2 separate regions of the Mus musculus genome follow, and region 1 is linked to region 2. Evidence: chromatin contacts called from public Hi-C data. All regions are on one chromosome and are shown on one strand. Each heading gives the region's core, a stretch centred on a gene start, on an enhancer-like site or on the middle of the called end of the contact. The rest is flanking DNA. Distances are from core to core; before and after follow the strand shown.

Region 1 (3,103 bases), core at 536-3,035, 330 kb before region 2:
TGTTCCATTTAGAACACCGTTCTTCAGTCTCATAATCTCTGTACCTTGACAAGTTATGAATCACTATGTTAATAATCACCTAATGAAAACAGAAGTTTTTCCAAGGAGTGGTGAAAGATGCTTTAATCCTTTGTCCTACTTCTTCATTCCAGTGATGATGCCTTTTTTTATGCAGAAACTGTAGTATAATGAGCTCCCACTTATTAATTGTTGGTATTAATACCTGCACTATGAGAGATCTTTTTCAGAATGTCCTTTCCTTTGCCAATGAATTCAAACATAGGACTTACTTTCACTTCTCATACATTTAGTTCACTTTGTCTTATGTTGAGGACCTTGATCCATCTGTAGTTGAATTTTATGCAATGTAAGAGATAAGATAGAGTTTTATTTTCTACATGTAGCTATTCAATTTGACAGTATAATTTATTTAAAATGCTGTATTTCCTCCAATGTAAATTGTTTGCCTTTTTGTAAATTATCAGGCTGTAGTAGGAGTATTGAATTATATGTAGGACTTCAGTTCTATTCTACTCATCAACGAGTCTAGTTTTATGTCAGAACCATGTTGTCTTCATTAAAATAGCTCTAAATTATAATTTAAAATCTGATATAGCAATATTTGTTGTCATTGAAGATCATTTCAACTATCCTGGGTCTTTTGTGCATATATTTAAAATTTAAGATTTTTTTTTATAATTCATGTGAAAAATTGCATTGAAATTTTGATGAAGATTGCCTTGAGTCTGTAGATTGCTTTTGTTATGATTATCATTTTGTTTGCTTCTCTCATTTTTCTTTAATTTTGAGATTAAATATAATTACATCATTTCTCCTTTTCATTTCCTCTTTCCAAATTTTTCCATATACCACTCTTTGTTCTCTTTCAAATTTATGGCCTCCTTTTACATTAACTACTCTTAATAAAATTTGGATTTTCCAAATTAATTTATCTATTTTTGTTCTTTCTGAAAATTTTAATGTAAGAGCTTAGAGCTACAAACCTTTCTTTTAGGGCTGCTTTTAATGTGCCCCAGAAGTACTATGTTGTGTTTTAACTTTCATTTAGTTCCTGGAATTTTTAACTTTCTTTTTTGATTTAGTAATATATTATTTATCTTCATGCTTTTGTATAATGACAAGAGATTAATTAATTTGGTGCTGTTTTGAAGTTTATTGCATTATGTCCAGATAGGATAAATGGAGTTTTTCAGTTTTGTGAATTTCTAATGATTTGGTTTGTGTCCCAATATGTGGTATATTTTTCAGAAGTTTCGTGGGCTGCTGAGAAGAATATATAGTCTTTGGTGTTGGAAAATATATTCTGTTGATGTCTGTAGGTCAATTTAATATATAAAGCAATTTAATCCTGGCATTTTTCTGTTTACTTTTAGCCTAAGTGACCTATATATTGAGGAGAGTGGGGTATTGAGTTGGAGTTAATGTGTCTTTAATTCTAGTAATAAAATTTTCATGAATCTAGCTGCACCAGAGTTTGATGTATCTATGTTTAGCATTGTAGTATATTCTTGTTTATCTATTCTCTTGATTAGGACAAAGTATCCTGTTTTATGTCTTCTGATTAGTTTTAGTTTGGAGTCTGCAGATAATATGATTGTGGTGATTTGAATAAAAATGGGAGCCCATATTAGGAGGTGTGGCCTTCTAGGAATAGGTGTGATTTTTTTTAGAGGAGATGTGTCACTAGGGGGTGGGCTTTGAGGTTTCAGAAGCTCAACCAGATCACTTCCTGCTGATCAAGATGTAAAACTCTTAGCTCTCTCTCCAGCACCATGTCTGTCCGTACTCTGTCATGTTTCCTGCCAGTATGTGATAAGCTCACCCTCTAAAACTATAAGCAGGTCCCAATTAAATCTTTTCCTTTATAATAGTTACTGTGGTCATGGTATCTCTTCATGCAATAGAAATTCTAAGACAATGATTTTCCACATAAGATATCCAAATAATTTCATTTCTAGAAGCAACCAAGAATTTCAGCAAAGTTGCAAGATACAAAATCAACTTAAAAACCAGTTCTAGACAGTAAGAAAAAGAACACTGAGAAGGAGATCATAAATATACTCCCACTCATAATAGCATCAAAGAAAACAGAATATCAAGGAATACATCTAACCAAGGAAGTGAAACACCTCTGTAATAAAAACTGTCAATCTCTGAAGAAAGCGATTGAAGAAGAGATTAGAAAATGGAAAGTACCTTCATACTCACGGGTTAGTAGAATTACGATTGTGAAAATAAGTATTCTACAAAACTTACTTGCTAGATTAATGCAATTCTAAGTAAAAACCTCACAAAAGCTTTATAGAAATATAAATAAAACATAAAAAAAACCCCCACAACATGTGAAACCACACCAAAGACCCATGATAGCTAAAACAATCCTGGGGAATAAAATGTATTGTTTCTATTATTTCCTAAATTGTTTCTATTATCCTAAATGACTACTATTACAGATTTCAAGATATAGTACAGAGCTATAGTGCTAAAACTAATATGATAGTGATACAAAAAGGGACATATAGACTAATGAACCAAAATAGAAGACCCAATCATGAATGCATATGACTACTGCCATCTTGATATTTGACAGATGCCTAAAACACAGATATTGGAGAAAATGCTGCTTCTCAAGCAAATATTCCTGAAAAAACTAGATGTCTACATGCAGAAGAATAAAATTAGATCTAAAACTATCACGCTGAACAAACATTAACTCCAAATTGAACACAGATCTCAGTGTAAAATACTGTCACTACTAGAAGAAAACATAGACCGTACCTTATAAGATCTAGGTCAACAATTGGTAAGTGAGACCTCATAAAACTAAAAAGCTTCTATACAGCTAAGGAAACAACCTAGTGGAAAGTAAGCCCACAGAGTAAAAGATAATCTTTGTGTGATATACATCTATCAGAGTATTAATATCCAAAATGTATAAAGAGTTCAAAAAAAGAAAAGAAAACCAAGTCTAGTAAACAAATGACTCTGTTAAAAATGGATCTGAACAGAGGTCTCAAAAAAATCTTCATTTTCCTTAATAATTAGAAAAATACAAATTAAAACTAATTGAAATTGAAATTGA
Region 2 (3,081 bases), core at 242-2,741:
AGCTGCTTAAGCCTGGGAAAGTGGGGCCCAGCAGGGACAACGTGGATGGGGCAGCTGAGTCATCCTGATCTGGAGGAGCTGGTGGCTGCTGCGGCAGCCCCTTGCCAGGAGCGGTGGCCGCCCCAGGCTCGGGGAGGCAGCTGCTCTCAGGGTGGCCCTCGGAGGCTGCCTGCTGCTGTGAAGGCTGCTGTTCCTCCTCCAGGGCCAGGTAGCCTGTGGGGCCTCTGATGTGGGCTTGAGGAGAACCATCCTCAGTGTGCTGCTGCCGCCGCCGCCGCCGGGGGCTAGTCTCCTGCCTCTGCTGTAAACAGGCGCCGGGAGGTGCTATGTTAGCGGCCTCAGGGTGCCTGGGGCCCGGGTTCTGGATCGCTTCGCGCACGCTCTGGAACAGATTCTGGAACGCTCCTCGATAGGTCTTGGATGGGGGCCGTGGGTAGACCCTTCCCAGCCCTAACTGCACCTCCATCCTTGAGCTTGTCTGTAGCTTCCACCGAATTCCCTTATCCTGCCTCCTCGTCTCTTGCTCTGAAGAGTTCTCCTGACTGATGATGTAGTATCTGCAGCTAGCTGCCCACCTGCGGGAAGCTCCGGGGAAGAAAACTTGCAGGAGGGGGGGTGGGTGGGGGGAGTGCCCAGATAACCTCAAAGTCTCCAGTAAAGGAAGGCACGCGCAAGACAGGATCTGCCCTGCTACTTACACAGTTTGTCTCTAAATACTTGAAGAACAGATTAAAAGATGCTCAAACCTTGACGGGAGGGAAAAGGGGAAATCCTCTGCCTTCCAAATTCAAAGTCCACTGAAGCAGGTGCAAATAAGAACTGGGCTATTTTCTTTTTGTTTTCTTTTAGCTTTTGTTTTGCTTTCGACTACTGAAACCCTAGCTGCCTTTTCATCTTTTCATTTCTAACACCACACACAGGGTGAGGGGCGGGCAGGAGGAGGTGCAGGGGCGAGAACCTGGAACCAGGGACTCTCCTGGGCGTGCTGTTGCTCCTCAGTCTCTGGGCTCCCAAAAGCCTTCCTTGCAATGTGCAACAAGCTCCCCTACTCTCAGCCAAAGGGAGTTTACCTCTGTGCAAACTGGCTGGCAGAGCTGGGGGTGTAGGGGAGAGGGTTGGCCAGAAAGCCTGCCTAGTCAGCTCCTGGAGAGGGGACCCAGGAGGGGGTAAGGGTAGAGGGGAAGAGGACAAAGGCAGCCGTAGTCCTACCGGACACTTTCCTTGCTTCCTCTGAGTCTCCCGCAGCTTTTAGAAACTTCACCGAAGAGGAAAGGGCAGCTCCTGGGCGGCGGCTTCGAAGCCGCCGCTCTGCAACAGGCGTTGGCTGTCGCTGGGCTGGGGCTGGCGTGGTGCGTCCCTTAAGCTTCTGTATGGCACTGGAGTGGCTAGCTCAGTCTTTTCCCCTCTGATGCCCTCTCAGCCTCCAGGTTTGCTCCGGACCCTCTGGTTCTCCCAGCAGGCTGGCTCCTAGGGATCTCCGAGGGGGCGCTGGGAGGTGGAAAGCAAATGCAACAGTTTGTGAGTCGGTCCCGCCCCCGCAGGCCGGCCTCTCTGCCTTCCCACCTCCTTTCTCTCTCCCCTCCCCTCCCCTCCCCTTTCCTTTTCTCCCCTCCCCTCACCGCAAGCTAGCGCAGAGTGGCTTTAGAGAACGTAGTGCTGGCGTAGTATGGTTGAAGGCTGGAATGACTCACTGTAGCCTTTGAAGACCCCTCTTCCCTAAATACCACTTGTTTTTCGGAACCGGGCTTTAGGCTCCAAAGCAGAAGCGATTTTTAACAGACAAGTCTACCGGCTCCCCAGGAGGTTAGCACAGGCAGAATTTCATTCCTGAACCCAATCCCAAAACAGACTCTTGGAGGTTGGAGGAGGAAGAGGCATTAGAAGTACCAGCTACCAATTGCTCTTAGGTATTCCCTCCCCGCTCCCCCCAGGGCCCACCAGGACAAGCAGAAGGGAGAGTCTCCTGACATTAAAGAACAAGCTGCAGTCAAAGCAACTCTTGCTGAAACCTTTGAGATCCTCCTGTAGGATAGCTGGGAATTCCTGACACCAAGCCATTTGATCTGGGAATTCTGGGCCCAAGAAGCCCATGGTGGTCATTTCTACCTTATTCCCAGCCCTTCTTTCTGTTGGGAATTACCTGTAATTTATACGTTTTATTTCTTCAGACATGCACAGGCAAAAATCATCCAGAAAAGTGGGCAAACACAAATGTCAAAAACACTTGTCATGCATACACGAACCTTTGATTTTGTCCAAAGCGTTGTTTGTATAGAATCCTTTAGATGTCTAAATTGTTTGCACTTGAAAACCCTTACCTTTGGTAGAGGAATCACAGAGGGATGATCTTTCTTTTGATGGACAAGTAAGAGTGAATGAAGATGATGTAGGATACTCCCAACTGTAGGGACAAGTATGCAATAGAAAGATGGAGACTAGACCTATACAGAAAATGTCCTTAGAGAAAGGTTGTAGACCCCATCACTTGTAAATGGCTTTAACCTCTGGATCTGTCCCAGCAGGCACATGAGTGCATTTGTTTTGTGAGACTCACGGTGTTCTTATTTGTTTTGGGGGGCATTGTTTTATCTTTCTTTCGAGACAGGGATTTCTTTTGTACCCCAATGATCCTTCTGATTCAGCTTTTCAAATACTGGCGTTGGTGGAGTATGCAATCACACTAGCTATTTCCACATTTACAGGCTTCTACAGTTGGGGGGGGGTGCTTTATCCATTGTACTGAGAGTTTACCTTTATTGAAGGAGTTAACTGAAACCTCAAGGGGGAAAAGAAGTATGCATGATCAACTCTGCTTCACAGATAAAGAAGGGAAGCAAGGACATTGTTGTATTTCCCATATTAGCAGAACATAAACTTTCCAGGTTTTTTTTTTTTTTTTTCTACACTAGCTGTACACTCATCAGATCCACAACTCTTGGAAAACAGCATAAAGTAAACTTTTCTAACAAAATGACCTGAGAGTGCTTCCTCCTTCCCAGGTGAAAAATTATCTGCTGTGAGTAAGGCAGTTGAGGCCTTATTGTGCATTTGTTATTGCTTTTTTCTTAGTTTCACAAACCA

What was found. Hi-C and Micro-C count contacts between places; a contact is called where the count stands out from the background.
Region 1: a contact with region 2 is called in a Hi-C map of group 2 innate lymphoid cells, with 4 times the contacts expected there. The contact joins the enhancer-like site here to the promoter of Ar in region 2. A contact is called at or near these places in 1 of 39 promoter capture datasets (hippocampal neurons), 1 of 484 Hi-C or Micro-C datasets (group 2 innate lymphoid cells) and 1 of 115 datasets of contacts at active chromatin or transcription factors (embryonic stem cells).

The regions. Positions count from the first base shown.
Region 1 is chrX:98,475,728-98,478,830 of GRCm38.p6, reverse strand. No RefSeq gene overlaps it. Among named protein-coding and RNA genes, the nearest start is that of Ar, 330 kb to the right of the region's middle. Within about 2 kb of position 1,785, at least 4 of the 459 cell types and tissues checked have an H3K27ac peak or open chromatin away from gene starts, as enhancers often do. A contact at or near this core is called in group 2 innate lymphoid cells, where this site is marked.
Region 2 is chrX:98,147,167-98,150,247 of GRCm38.p6, reverse strand. It overlaps Ar (androgen receptor), which reads right to left and starts at 1,491. Exons shown (of 8, transcript NM_013476.4): 1 at 1-1,491. The coding sequence starts at 466.